Regions from separate parts of the Macaca mulatta genome. Here region 1 is linked to region 2. The links are chromatin contacts, called in public Hi-C maps. All regions are on one chromosome and are shown on one strand. The core of a region is the stretch at or near the end of the contact, and the rest is flanking DNA. Distances in the headings are between cores, read along the strand shown.

Region 1 (7,093 bases), core at 2,462-4,961, 42 kb after region 2:
GGTCCTGCCCTTGACATGTGGGGATTATTACAATTCAAGGTGCGACTGGGTTGGGAAACAGCCAAACCAAAACAGTATTCATTCTGGATGAATTTTCTGTTACACCTTACTGGCCTACTAAGTAGAATTAAAGTCAGAACACCTATTCCTCATTTTAAGTAGAATAAAACATATAAACATGTATATGTATCACATGCAGATCATTTAGGCCTTAAACTGCATATTATTTCCAAACCCATTAGACTAATTACTCTGCTTTTAAGAACTCTTAAACTCAGGCTTTTTATCCTATGAAATCTATCAGGCTATAGGTTTCAGAAATGGGTTTGAACATCACACTAGGAATTTGATGTAGGGTACATAAAACCAATGGTTTTTCTATCTCAAGCAGAACATTTTTATTCCTGATATAGCTTAAGGACATTATTTCTTATGAAAGGAATTCTCAAAAGATAAATCCAGAACCATTTTAATAAAGCTGGTTTTACTTTTTAGTTTTTTCTTTTGGAGCAGTCCTCTGAATTAACTCCAAAATAGGTGACAAATGTTTTTGAGAAGGAAAACTATTGAAACAACAGAGTCAAGAGTGACTAGTACTACTGTAGCCAATGATGTTGATGTCTCACCATGTCCCTGTTCTTGCCACTGGTGTCCTCTTGCAAGTACTTGCTCCTCTGCCTGAGGGCTTTTCTTTGGCCTGTGCAACAGGCTGGAGTGTCCTGGAGATACTTCTTGGAACAGATCTCAGCCAAGGGAGGAAAGGAATTGGAGGTTAAATGCCCCAGTGAGTCAGTTGGGGTCCTCTTGGGAGCAGACACTGAGATGGCATTAAATGTACAAGAAGTTTACTGGGGGGGAATGTGTATAAGAGAAAACAGGGGAGCCTGGAGGAGGCTGGGAAAGCTGTCAGGCAGGCAGGTTTCACCTGTGTGAAGGAAGGAGGGAGGGATGAAAGTCTTAGACATTGGTGCAGTTCTAAAGTTTCAGCAGGGCCAACTGGCAGCCCTGACAAGTACAACCAGGGTCTCCTTGCTAATATGAGATCTGAGAGAATTTCATGATCACTAAACCCAATTTGCTAATCTCTCAGGCAGGAAAGCAGATATGGTCCACATTGCCTACAAGAGGTCTTCAGTTGAGTAGAGCCATCGTTGCCTGCAGTGGTAACATTACCAGCATCCAGAATTGGCCAAAAATGGAAAGTGCTAATAATCGTCCTTGAAATCATGAAACCCTTACAAAAATGGTCAAATGTTACAGAGCTGCAATATAAAATAGGAAGCTGTAAGTTGCTACATTGTAGTGGTTGTTTATGGTTATAAGAGCTCTTCTTATCTCTAACATGGTAATACCTGTGTAATAAAGGGAGTCTTGCCATTCACTGATTATGACAAAACATTTGATTTGTTGTTTCAAGTAAATGAAAACGAGAAAAACACTGGCACTACATGTAGGAAGAAAAATTAAATATATCTGAATGTTTGGGAGGTCTTGTACTTTCATAAATGTTTTGAAGACTGCCCTCCAGAACTGAAACTGTCCATGGATATGGGGTTCACAGCTGCTAAGGGCTGCTTCATACTGCCCAAACACAGGCTGAATATTGTTATATGGGATTGATATCGAAGTGCAATGTAGACGGGCCCCTGGCCTGCTTCTGGACTCTAGCCCCCGGTAATTTGTACTGGGTTCCTGTGAGTCCTAACTCCAGAGGCTTAAAGGATACAATCATTCAGTACAATGAGAATCCCTAGCAGATGACTTCTTAGGATCTTGTTAAATATCTTTAGGAAAATATATGAGAAAAGTTTTGACAAAACACTGCAGAAACCATTCTAAGCTACTTTGCAAAAACATTTTGATCATGAAAGCTTACCTTTTACGCGTAACCTTAGTGAAATTGCTGTTGCTTTGTGGGACCCAGAGTCAACTTGAACACCTTGAACACAACTCTAATCTTGAAGGTTGAGCCCTGTTTTTGGCTCCGGCACTTTGATTTCCACAAGAATCCTTGTGTGTCATTAAAATAAACCCCCTTCACTTGATCTCTCTTCAGTTGGTCTCTTGTTCCAAATGAAAACACTTCATTTTTATCTATCACAAGTTTCCTGTTTGCTCTAGTGGCAATTTCCTGTCTATGGTACCTGCAAGTTATTTTTCAGTTTTTTTTTTTCCCCAACAGTGATTCTGCTCTCGAGCTTACTAGTTTTTTATTCATAGGATTTCCATTTTTCTAATTTAAAATCTCATCCTTCACTGGTTACATTGAATTTCTTTAAAGAAAAAGTTAATGCTCTTTGTAACCTACTGTTGTGTTGTCTTTCAAGACCACTGTTTTCTCTTGAACAATGAGCCATTTCTTTCTCAGTCATTGGTGGGGAGTATGGCCAGGTACAACTAGGGTCTGCAGATCCTGCTATACTATACTATATTAGGACCAGGATCTGCAGAGCACTATACTAATTGCTCTGCAGATCCTGATCCTGATATAAAAGTTAGCCTATGTAACCTGAGAAGAAGCTGTTAAAGGTTACTGAATCAGATTGTGACTATTTCCCTGATTTTCCATGTTGTCTAGCATTTTTGACAACAAAAAAAAAGCCAGACAAAAGAGAAAAGCAGGTACTACTACTAATTCACATAGTAATCACCTGTCAAAATTTATAGCCATGCACTTGATATAGTTTTTTAATGTGATTATTTGGGATTATCATTAATCATCTGTAAATACGTAAATTCTTGTATAGTCTGCCTGGGACATACTATTAGGTTGGGCCATATGTTGCCACTATGTGAGGTTTTTTTTTTAAACCTATGGAAATAACAATTCCATGTTTCCACATAATGAATTGCATATTTCAACGAGAGTTACCCATAGGAGAAATAACTTGCTCACAAATCAACATTGAAAATTTAGGGTGTTTGTCTTTAATTTGTTCTATTGGATGTGATATCTGAAACACCTACCTGGGGCTGTCTCTCTCCTGATGGAAAGTCACATCAGCCTTGTGTTGATTTCTTGTAGCTGGTGTTACAAATTACCACAAACTGGGTGGTTTAAAACAACAAAAATATATTTTCTCACAGTTCTGGAGGCCAGAATCAACAGGGCCATGCTCTTTCCGAAGGCTCTAGGCTCAAATCCTTCCTTGCCTCTTCCAACTTCTGACGGCTGCTGACATAGCTTGGCTATTGCCAAGCTCCAATCTCTGCTGCTGTCTTCATATTACTTTCTCTCTCTCTCTCTCTCTCTCTCTCTCTCTCTCTCTCTCTCTCTCTCTCTCGTGTGTGCATGTTTAATTTTCCTCTGCCTCCCTGTTATAAGGACACTTGTGATTGCATCTAGGGCCCTAGAGCCCACCTGGATAATCCAAAATAATCTCAAGACCCTTAATCAAATCTGCAAATTAACCTAAATTAACATTCACAGACAAGGACATCTTTTTGAAGCAGCATTTTTTAGCCTCCCACAGGCTCTTCATTGCTCAGTTTCAAGGGTTGAGTTGGTGTCAGCCTGTCTCTGTAGGCCCTTAGGATCTCACTAAGAAATCTGTGTATGCCACTTAACCTATATTTTAAGTCACCCTACCCCAAAGACATTTCAAGGTCAGTGAAAATTTTTCCAGCTATTGTCAAATGCTGTAACAAAAGTAGAAGTATAAATAGGAAAGAGGGACGAGAAAAAGAAGATAGAACCAGTCAAGCCACTAGTCAAATTGCCTTTATGTTTTTCAAACTCTGGGCATGTCTTTTCATGACTAAAATGAGATGTGGAAAAGCTGTGGCTGTCTAACAATCTAGGAATAAGAGTCTTGCTACCCCCCAGTTTAATTTGAAGAAAGAAGCAGGAATTCCAACCCACAACCCAGAAATTTTGACCTAAATCTCCTTAGTTCCAAATAAAAAGGAACCAGGAATACGCAGAACACCTGTTCCTAAAAGAGCTTAGTACCCATGCTTCACACTGTAAGAAAGGATGCGTTTCTAGTGTAGCCTTACAGACACACAGGCATGGTGGAAAAGATTTTGGGCTTTGGAGTAAGTTAGTTTGGTTCCAGTCCCCAACTCCTCTTGAAACTGAGTGATTTCAGTTGTCATAAAAGGTACCTCTCAAGCAACGCATGTGATATCGACAGTTTTTTTTCTGAGACAGTACTGAGATAGAAACCCCCTCTAGTTCTTACAACGAAATCCAAGAATCTTTGTATTTCTCCTTCATGACTTGAAGTGGCTTCTTTTCTAATAAATTTAGTTCCGTGTCCTGAAACCAGGGTGGGTGCAGCTTCTCTAAAATGGATGAAAAAATCAAGTCACATGACAGGGCCTGAAGAGGGAAATGATTTTTGCAACATAACCAAATTTAAATTCTGCTTTGGCTGTTAAAAACCAGAAGGAGAAGAGGTAAACAAAGAGCAAAGGCAAGTGGAGACAGTTTGAGTGCTGGGTTCTTCAGGTTTTCAATTCCTTTCTGCCCTGTTGGCTTTGACTTCATTCTCATACTTATTAGGTCTATTCAATGGAAGCAGAAATAAATCTATGGGACACGCTGATATTAGCCAGGAAGCACGATTTGTTGAAAAATGAGGATGCGATAAAAGGGTCAGGTGCCTTTAGTCACTAAATTCCACAGTTGGCAAAAGCTATTCATCCATCAGTGACAACCACAGCTGTAGTGGCCTCCCTACAGCCATGTTTTGTTGGACTCAGCCTTGAGATCCTGGTTTGTGACTTCCCACTCTCCATCGTATACACCTGAACACTCTTCGATAGCACCCTGTGAGCTCCAGAACACACAAGAAAAGGCACCGAACAGAACTGTCCCAGAGCAGGCATTAGTTTTTCTTCTGCTACCTACCCCGACACTCAGACTAGGAACTCGGTGCCATTTGCTGGGCTGTCGACACCATGGACAGCTCTTCAGGCGCCACCTAGTTGGCTAGGCGAGCCGACCATACCGAGCCCTCCCTCCTCTCCCGTCAGGCCGGTGGGGGCGGCAGGGGGTGGTCCTGACGCCCAGCTTGGGGAGCAGCAATACGCAGCCCCCCAAGCTTTTCTCCTGAGTCCCTCCCCGGCGCTCACGCTCTGAAGAGCCCACGCAAAGGGACCAAAGAGGCCAGATCTTCCCTCTCCTTGCACCCCCGGCGGTGGGATCGCAGCTCGGCCTGGGGGCGGCAGCAGGAGGCGAAGGTCGCTGGAGACTGAGGCTCTGGCCGCCCGCTGGTGCCCGGCCTGGCCGGTAGGCGCAGAGTGGGCGTGATCTCTCTCCTGACGCCCCGCCCCTTCCCTCGTGAGGGGCGGATCTTCCGCCCGCTGCCGCGGCGCAATGCGGAAGAGATGGGCCTGCTGGAGCGGAAGTGACGCTTCTGGAGGCAGTGGCGGCGGCTGCGGGAGAAGGAGGAGGAGGAGCCGGAGGAAGGGGTGAGCAAGCCGGCGGGGGGCGGGGAGCGGCCGCGGCCAGACCCACCGGCAGCCGGGCGGGCGGACGCCTCCAAGACCAGCCTCTGCCTCCGCAGCCTCAGCGGGAGCGGTGAGGGGCGACCGCGAGCAGCCGGGGTGCGGGAGAGCGGGCGCGGTTGTGAGGAGACCACGGGTTGTGTGCAGGGCGCCGCGTCAGGCTGGGGGCTGGTGACAGCGGCTGTCAGCCTGCCCGCGGGAACGAACTGAATCCGCCTGGGCGCCGGGTCATCTCTTCTGGCGCATAAATGGAGGGTTTGGGCTTCTCGGCTCTTCAGTCTTTCTGAGAAGGAGCCGTTTTCCCGGGCAGTCGACTTCCCGGGACCCCGAGGAGCCCCAGTCGGGTCGGTGCCCCGAGTCATGACTCTTCCCGGGTGGCCATTCGTATTTTTCGGCCCCGCCTGCCGTCCCCCGAGCCGACGGTAGCCCGGGGCAGGGGAGGCGGTGGTAACCTGTGCTGTTTCCCTTGCCCTTCGTCGCCACCCCCGGGAGAGCCTGTCGCGTAGAATAATCCTTTTCCTCCTCCTGCCCCCTAAGGAGCTTTGAACCAGCCTTGTCACCCTTCCCTCCCACCTCCGCTCCTTTCCCCTCGAAGGAACTGCTTGAAGTTTCCAAATCGGTTCCCTTTCAACGTAGTGACAGATCTTGAAGCAGGAAGCTGATAAACAACTCCGAACGAAATACGCTCAAAATTTTTCCTTTCAGTAAGCATAAATTAAACGGGAAACTCAACCAAACCGTTGATGGACTTACAGTGCTAAAACCTTGTCTTGCCTTGGTATGAGAATTGGTAGCTTTTCCTCTTGCTTTTTGGTAAAATTAAGTGACGACTTATCTTTTGGAATAAGCCATTTTCTCCCTGAGCTGTCTGTTTTTTCCCCACCCCAACCCCCCATCAAAACCTGGCAGGGAGGGACTTTTGGATGCTTTGCAGTCCTTGCTGCAGAAGGAAACATCAGCTTCATTTGCTTTGCTTTGCTTGGTTTCCACAGGGCTGCCTCCGAAGAAAGGAGAATGGCGTTCAGTAAAGGATTCCGGATCTATCACAAATTGGATCCCCCACCTTTCAGCCTCATAGTGGAAACTAGGCATAAGGAAGAATGTCTCATGTTCGAGTCTGGGGCCGTCGCTGTGCTCTGTAAGTCATCTGTTAGAGCCCAATTTATCATGGTCTCTGCTTTGATTTGAAATAATTCAGATGCAACCATTTTTAGAAAAGAGCCCAACAACCCTTTCGCTGTATTTCCTCTAGCAGATTATGCTTGTATTTCCTTTTAATCAAACTTATTTTCCTGTAAACTTTTTGTTAACAGGTTTTTGTTGAGGGGGGGTGCAGGACGATGCCAGTTTTGGTGCAGGATTTTGCTTTCTTGGGTTCTGCTGCTGCTTCTAAAAGTAAATTTTTTTTCCAAAGAAATATTGTTGCAGTTTGTATCATAGATCACATAAACCCATACGATGTCTTGCTTGACATATTTACTGGTAGGTCAGTTATAGTAGTAGGTATTTTCTAATGTTATCCAATATTGTTGGAGTATTTATGTTATGGCCGTTATGTTTTCATTAAGGGAATTGTAAACAACCTCTAGATTTTCATGTGAGATTCATGATTGATTTTGTATTATTTTAAAAAGTATTT
Region 2 (6,985 bases), core at 4,463-6,962:
TTAATAGTGATGGGGTCTAGCTATGTTGCCCAGGCTAGTCTCGATCTCCTGGCCTCAAGAAATCTTCCTGCCTGGGCCTGCCAAAGTGCTGGGGATTACAGGCGTGAGCCACCATGCCAGCCTCCTGCTTGTTTTTTGTTTTTTCCTCCGAGACGGAGCCTTGCTGTGTCACCCAGGCTGGAGTGCAATGGCACAATCTCAGCTCACTGCAACCTCTGCCTCCTGGGTTCAAGCAATTCTTCTGCCTCAACCTCCCGAGTAGCTGGGATTACAGGCATGCACCACCACACCTGGCTAATTTTTTTGTATTTTTAGTAGAGACAGGGTTTCACCATGTTGGGCAGGCTGGTCTTGAACTCCTGGCCTCCTGATCTGCCCACCTCAGCCTCCCAAAGTGCTAGGATTACAGGTGTGAACCACCACGCCTAGCTCTGCTTGTTTTTATACATTTGAATTTTTCCAAAATACAAAGTTGGGAAAATGAATGAGGTATATTTATACATACTTAAAAGAGCTGCAAATCCCAAGCTGAAAGGAAAAAGCAAGTTATAAAACAACACATAGAGTATGATACCGTTTAGTTAAAAAATACACAGAACATTACTGTAGATAAATAGATGCTGTATCTGTGCGGAAAACAGAAAACAGTCTAGGTGTTTTGAGCAGAGAATGACTAAAGCAATCAGGAAGGGAATGAACCAAAAATTAACATTTAATACCTTTTAGGATTTAAACCACATGATTAGTTTATAAGTTATTCTTATTTTCTTCTTTGTATTGTTCTGTATTTTCTGAATTTCTAAAATGTGCAAGCAGTACTTTTATAATTAGGAAAAAGTTACTTTTTAAAGTCCATTTGTAGTTTTTAACAAATTCAAAGCTGCATCTGATTCTGTTATGTAATCACAGTCTAATCTTACTGGATGTTTATTGTATGACTTTGCTGCCCTCTAGTAACACTAAACAATACAGAAAAAAAGAAACATCAATTATTCTATGTTTTATACCTAGAGGGCATGTTTATAACTGTTGTCTTCCATAATATATCTGCTTCAAATTTTTTTCCAAAAGGGACAATGATGTATGAATGATACTGACCCAACAGGTACTAAGTGGGTTCTTTCAGGAAGGGTGCATAGATTGCTATTTTTGCTGTTTCATTGGTCACACTATTCTTAGATGTACAATATAAAGTGTCCATTGTGAATGTAATATAAATATCTAGTTATACTATGGTTATAGTTCTGAATAATACTCTTTCACATAGTAACACTAGAAGATAAAAAATACTGAACTGGATAAAATGATTTCAAATGCTCATTTTACATGAAATGTTTGAAGAAAAGTTTACTACAGAAGACACCTTGAAGCTGTTCATTGTAATCATCTTGCAGGAAGATGTTCTGCCTCAGCCCCCGAAGTCCCTACACATTTTCTAATGATAAAGATACTTAAACGGCCATTGGCACTGTTAGGGCTCACAATACCACAAAGCATGCCACTTTAGCATGCTGAGTACTTTGAACTACAGGAGACTGGAAAACCACAGAAGGACCTCAGAACCAGGGTCTCCCTGACCTTCTCCTGCCCTCCTGTCTCTGGCCCCTCTTTCTCTCCCAAAGCACAGGGAGAGGCTCTTTGAACTTCTCATACCTGCCTAAAGATAGATCCTCCAAAAAGAAACTCAATTGTCATGAGTCTCCTCCCCAGGAATCTCATCAATCAAGGAAGATTGACTGCATCCCAAGACAAGAGATTGAAGGTCAACACCATGCCCAGACAGACTTGGCACAGGCTCTATCACCTATTCATCTTTCCCCCAAATTATTTTCTCAACCTTGAGTTACCTATATCCTTCCCTCTCTCTCCTCTTTGACGAAGGTATATAAGCTTCTAAATTTCATTCTGTTATTGGGTACTCACTTTTTCCTATGATGCTCCTGTGCATATAATAAATTTGTGTGCCTTTTTTCCCTCTTACTCTGTCTACTGTCTATTTACTTCAGTCCTTCAGAGGGTAAAGAGAATGGCTCAAGCCTGCAATCCCAACAGTTCGGGAGGCCAAGGTGGGCAGATTACTTGAGGTCAGGAGTTCAAGACCAGCCTGGCCAACACAGGAGCTTGTGGGGTGTGTGGATCATCTCTACTAAAAATACAAAATTTAACTGGACATAGTGGTGCATGGTTATAATCCCAGCTACTTGGGAGGCTGAGGGGGGATGATTGCTTGAACCTGGGAGGTGGAGGTTGCTGAGATCATGCCACTGCACTCCAGGCTGGGGGTAGAGCGAGACTCTGTCTCATTGCTTGAACCTGGGAAGTGGAGGTTGCAGTAAGCTGAGATCGTGCCACTGCACTCCAGACTGGGCGACAGAGTGACACTCCATCTCAAAAAACAAAAACAAAACAAAACAAAACAAAACAACAACAAAATAAGTTTTAAAAAATAAGAAAGCTTATAAAAGTTATAGTAAGCTATTTATTATTGAGGAAAGAAATATGTTTAAATACTTAGCATAGCCTAAGTGTACAGTTGTTTATAAAATCTACAGCAGTGTACAGTAATATCCTGGGCCTTCGTATTCACTCACCACTCACTCACTGACTCACCCAGAGCAACCCCCAGTCCTGTAAGCTCCATTCCTGGTAAATGCCCTATACCATTTTTAAAGCTTTTATGCCATATTTTTACTGTCTCTTTTCTATGTCTAGGTGCAGATACTTACCATTGTGTTACAATTGCTACAGTATTCAGTACAGTAACATGCTGTATAGGTTTGCAGCCTGGGAGCAATAAGCTATGCCATACAGCCTAGGTATGCGGTAGGCTATACCACTAGGTTTGTGTAAGTATGTGATGAAATTGCCTAATGGCATATTTCTCAGAATGTATCCCCATCAAGTGACACGATTGTATTGTGACTTACTTTAAAATGGCAGGTGCTCTTCCCTCTGTTCATATCCAATCACCACTTTTACACTGGGAGAAATTTTTGAAATTTCAGGCCAACAAAATAACATATTCTGCTTCTGGACCTTATTTTTGCTACCTCTACCCTAATCATTTTACTGCAAATCTTTCTCTTGGCTCAGGTGTCTGGAGGCTGACCAGGCACAATTTGAATCTTCCATAATTAGAAAAGGGAGTTCAATTTCACTAGTGAAACAGTCTGTCGGAATCAGAACTGACATCAATGCTGAACAGCCAGAATATAAGAACTGAGAGTAATATAAGTAGAATGGAAGCCAGATGTTATTAACCTTTCCTATTAACTAGAAGAAAATGTTCATGTTATAGAGGATGCGCTTAGCTCCAAAACTGAGTCCTAGTTGTGCACACGTCAAATCTAATTTTAAAAATGTAAAAATTAGGCCAGGTGTGGTGGCTCATGCCTTAATCCCAGCACTTCAGAAGGCCAAAGCAGGCAGATCACGAGGTCAGAGGTTTGAGACCAGCTTGGCCAACACGGTAAAACCCCATCTCTACTAAAAATACAAAAATTAGCCGGGTGTGGTGCCGGGTGCTCGTAATCCCAGCTACTCGGGAGGCTGAGGCAGGAGAATCGCTTGAACCCGGGAGGCAGAGGTTGCAGTGAGCTGAGATCGTGCCATTGCATTCCAGCCTGGGTGAGAGGAGCAAGACTCTGTCTCAAAAAACAAAACAAAACAAAAATACAAAAATTATCCTGGCATGGTCACATATGCTTGTAATCCTAGCTACTCGAGAGGCTGAGACATGAGAATTGCTTGAACGTGGGAGGCAGAGGTTGCAGTGAGCCGAGATCATCACCGCACTCCAGTCTGGGCTATAGAGCAAGACTCCGTCTCAAACAAACAAACAAACAATAAATAAATAAATAAAATAAAAAGAAATGCTTGGAGTGCTCGGGATCTTCCGCTTCAACCTGGACTTTAACTGTTACTGAAATTTCGACAGGATGGTGTGGGCAAACAGGCATCCTAATGTTTGCTGATATAAGTACAAACTGCATAACTGCTATAAAAATAAATTTGGAAGGAGCAAAATCATAAATGCACATATTGAGATCAAGCAATTCCAATTCTATTTCATCCTCCAGATGTGACAATTTTTCAAAGCTTTTCGTTACAGCACTGATTAAGACTAGAAATAATCTAAATATCAATGTTTATGGAACTGGCTAAATAAATTATGGTATATCCCAACAATGAATCACTATGCAGCTACTAAAAACAAACAAACAAAAAAAGCCGTGCGCAGTGGCTCACACTTGTAATCCCTGCACTTTGGGAGGCCGAGGCTGGCGTATCACGAGGTCAAGAGATTGAGACCATCCTGGCCAACATGGTGAAACAGTCTCTACTAAAAATACAAAAATAAATTAGCCGGGCGTGGTGGCGCGTGCCTGTAATCCCAGCTACTCGGGAGGCTGAGGTAGGAGAATCACTTGAACCCGGGAGGCGGAGGTTGCAGTGAGCAGAGATCCTGCTACTGCACTCTAGCCTGGGCTACAAGAGCGAAACTTCGTCTCAAAAAAACAAAACAAAACAAAACCTTCATATACGGATATGGGCAGATTTCCAATTTATGGTAGGCTAAAAATGCACTGTTTACACACCATCTGTGTAAAAAGGGGAACACATTAAAATATGCGTATTTATTTGCTTTTATGTTTGCAGAACATCTTTAGAGGATCATAAGAAACTGTTAACATTGACACTGAGGAAGTGAACAGTCTTCCAGACATGGGTGGATTTTTTTCACTCTACCGAATACCCTTTTAATTTTGAAACATCAAAATGAATTTGCACACACAGGTGCACGCCAGAAGGAAAAACTTCAAGTTCGGGGAGGAGACAGGGAAAGCCGGTGAGTTCAACCTCAGGAGCAATCACCCTGTGAAGGTGTGGCCATTGAGGGTTTTGTCACCCACGTCTGAGAACTGTCACAACCTTCCCCACCCCCGGCTCGGTTTTCCTTCCACTTGTTTCTGAAACTCACTAAGCTTCGGAAAGTATTTACTCAAAGAATTGCTAGCAAACTTGGCGTTCTTACGAAAACACTTTTGCTTTCTTTGTTACTGAGAGACTGGGGAGCAGGGAACATCAAGCCAGGTAACATTGTATCATAAATGAAATTCAGTATCTTTGAAGTAACATTGTATCATAACTGAAATTCAACGTCTTTGAAGTAACATTGTATCATTAAAGAAACTCAAATGTCTTTGAATTAACATTGTATCATAAAAGAAATTCAATGTCTGAGTTAACATTGTATCATAAATAAAATTCAATGTCTCTGTAAGAGTTCTGTAGCTATAAAGCTGTAGAAGTACAAAGTATTACTCAAGAGTAACTAGTGATTACCAATAGTCACACCTCCGGTCAAAGTTTGGATAGGACTACTTCACCTCCTAGACCACACTTTCCTTCCCCAAAGCCGCTTCTCTCTCTGATCCCTCCCCTCCTCCGCTTGGCCGGAGGATTCCTCACCCAACCGCTCCGCGTAAGTGCGAAGACGCACTGCAGCAGCGCAGTCTGAGGGACAACTCTTTTTTCTCATCTCTATGATCCTCTTTGTGACCTGTCAAACAACACCGGAGTTCCAAGCTAATAGTCCTCCAATCCGACAGAGGGAGATGCAAAGAGCCGACGCTCTCGCGAGAGGTGTGCGGCTCGCTCGCTCTCTCTCGCTCCCTCTCTTTTTTTCCCCGAGTATTGAGAGCGCGTGGGAGCACAAGCGCATGCGCGCTCGTGGGGTGCGCGGTAGCAACAGAGAGGACTCGACCCGGCTGGAGCTGGGGAGAACGCGCGTGCGCTGTCACGAGCTCGGCGCTGCCGGGACCGCGGTGTGGAAGCGGGTGTTCGACCGCCGTGCGGGCCGCGGAGATGTTCCGAAAGGCCCGGCGGGTGAACGTGCGCAAGCGGAACGACTCCGAAGAGGAAGAGCGGGAACGCGATGAGGAGCAGGAGCCGCCGCCGTTGTTGCCGCCGCCGGGCACTGGCGAAGAGGCGGGCCCCGGCGGCGGCGACAGGGCCCCTGGGGGGGAGTCGCTGCTGGGCCCGGGGCCGCCGCCGCCTTCCGCGCTGACCCCGGGCCTCGGAGGTGAGGCCGGGGGCTGCTTCCCCAGCGGCGCGGAGCCCGGCAACGGGCTGAAGACGCGCAAGAGGCCTCGCGAGAACAAAGAGATGCCCCGGGCCAGCCTGCTCAGCTTCCAGGACGAGGAGGAAGGTAAAGTCCGCGCTTCGGGCGCCCTTAGACGGCCGCATCCCCGACCCAGGCCCCAGTACCCGGCCCCCGTATTCTCTGGACACCCAGCCCCCTAGCCCTGGAACGGAGTCCCCTGCCGCCCGACCGGCTGCGAATCTTCCCCAGCCTCCGGCCTTCTGCTCGGGCAAGGGACGCGTTCCCGCGCTGCCACCAGCCTTTTCTTAACCACCTCCTCTGCATCGTCTTCCTGGGCATTTCCTACTCCACGCGGCGGGAGCTCAGATTGGGCATTCTGAATGTTTCGGGGGAAATTCGGTGTTCCCTGTCCTGCCTTTTTTCTGCCTGGCGTGTTTCAGAGCCAACTTGGTGTGGGTCCCCTGGCTGCTCTCGGCATGCTTTCCGAGCCCACTGTAGGTCACTGCGCCCACACTTCTTGGAGCCTCTGTCCAGGCATCCTCGACCATGAAGGCTGGGTTTGTAATACTAGGAGAGGGAACAGAAGCCTGGAGTTGCAGCTCTGGTTTTGAGTGACCTTGGGCCAGTCCCTTGCAGTCGCTGAGCCTCAGTTTACCCATAAAAGTAATTACGGGTAGCTAATACCCAGCCTTCTTCGCACTGACTTTGGGAACAGTGAAGCGAGACGGTGTAATAGTAAAAGCAAGGCAGTTTCTCCAATTCCTTGTGGGAGACCAGGCTGCAGTGGATTTAGATTGCTGATCTTAAATGAGCCTTAAATCTTTTCTTCTGACCATTTGAATGTGCATAACCCAATTAATTCCGTGTTACGAAAAAAGA

What was found. Hi-C and Micro-C count contacts between places; a contact is called where the count stands out from the background.
Region 1: a Hi-C map of liver shows a contact between it and region 2, with 1.9 times the contacts expected there. The contact joins the promoter of SYNJ1 here to the promoter of PAXBP1 in region 2. A contact is called at or near these places in 3 of 14 Hi-C or Micro-C datasets (blood, fetal cortex germinal zone and liver).

What each region holds. Positions count from the first base shown.
Region 1 is chr3:14,627,179-14,634,271 of T2T-MMU8v2.0, forward strand. It overlaps SYNJ1 (synaptojanin 1), which reads left to right and starts at 3,712. Exons shown (of 30, transcript XM_077995835.1): 1 at 3,712-5,418; 2 at 6,447-6,592. The coding sequence starts at 5,324. It overlaps MIR7185 (microRNA mir-7185), which reads right to left and starts at 2,487; the gene lies at 2,430-2,487.
Region 2 is chr3:14,583,391-14,590,375 of T2T-MMU8v2.0, forward strand. It overlaps PAXBP1 (PAX3 and PAX7 binding protein 1), which reads left to right and starts at 5,713. Exons shown (of 18, transcript XM_001094648.5): 1 at 5,713-6,211. The coding sequence starts at 5,869. It overlaps LOC144339670 (a long non-coding RNA gene), which reads right to left and starts at 5,429. Exons shown (of 4, transcript XR_013414940.1): 1 at 5,347-5,429.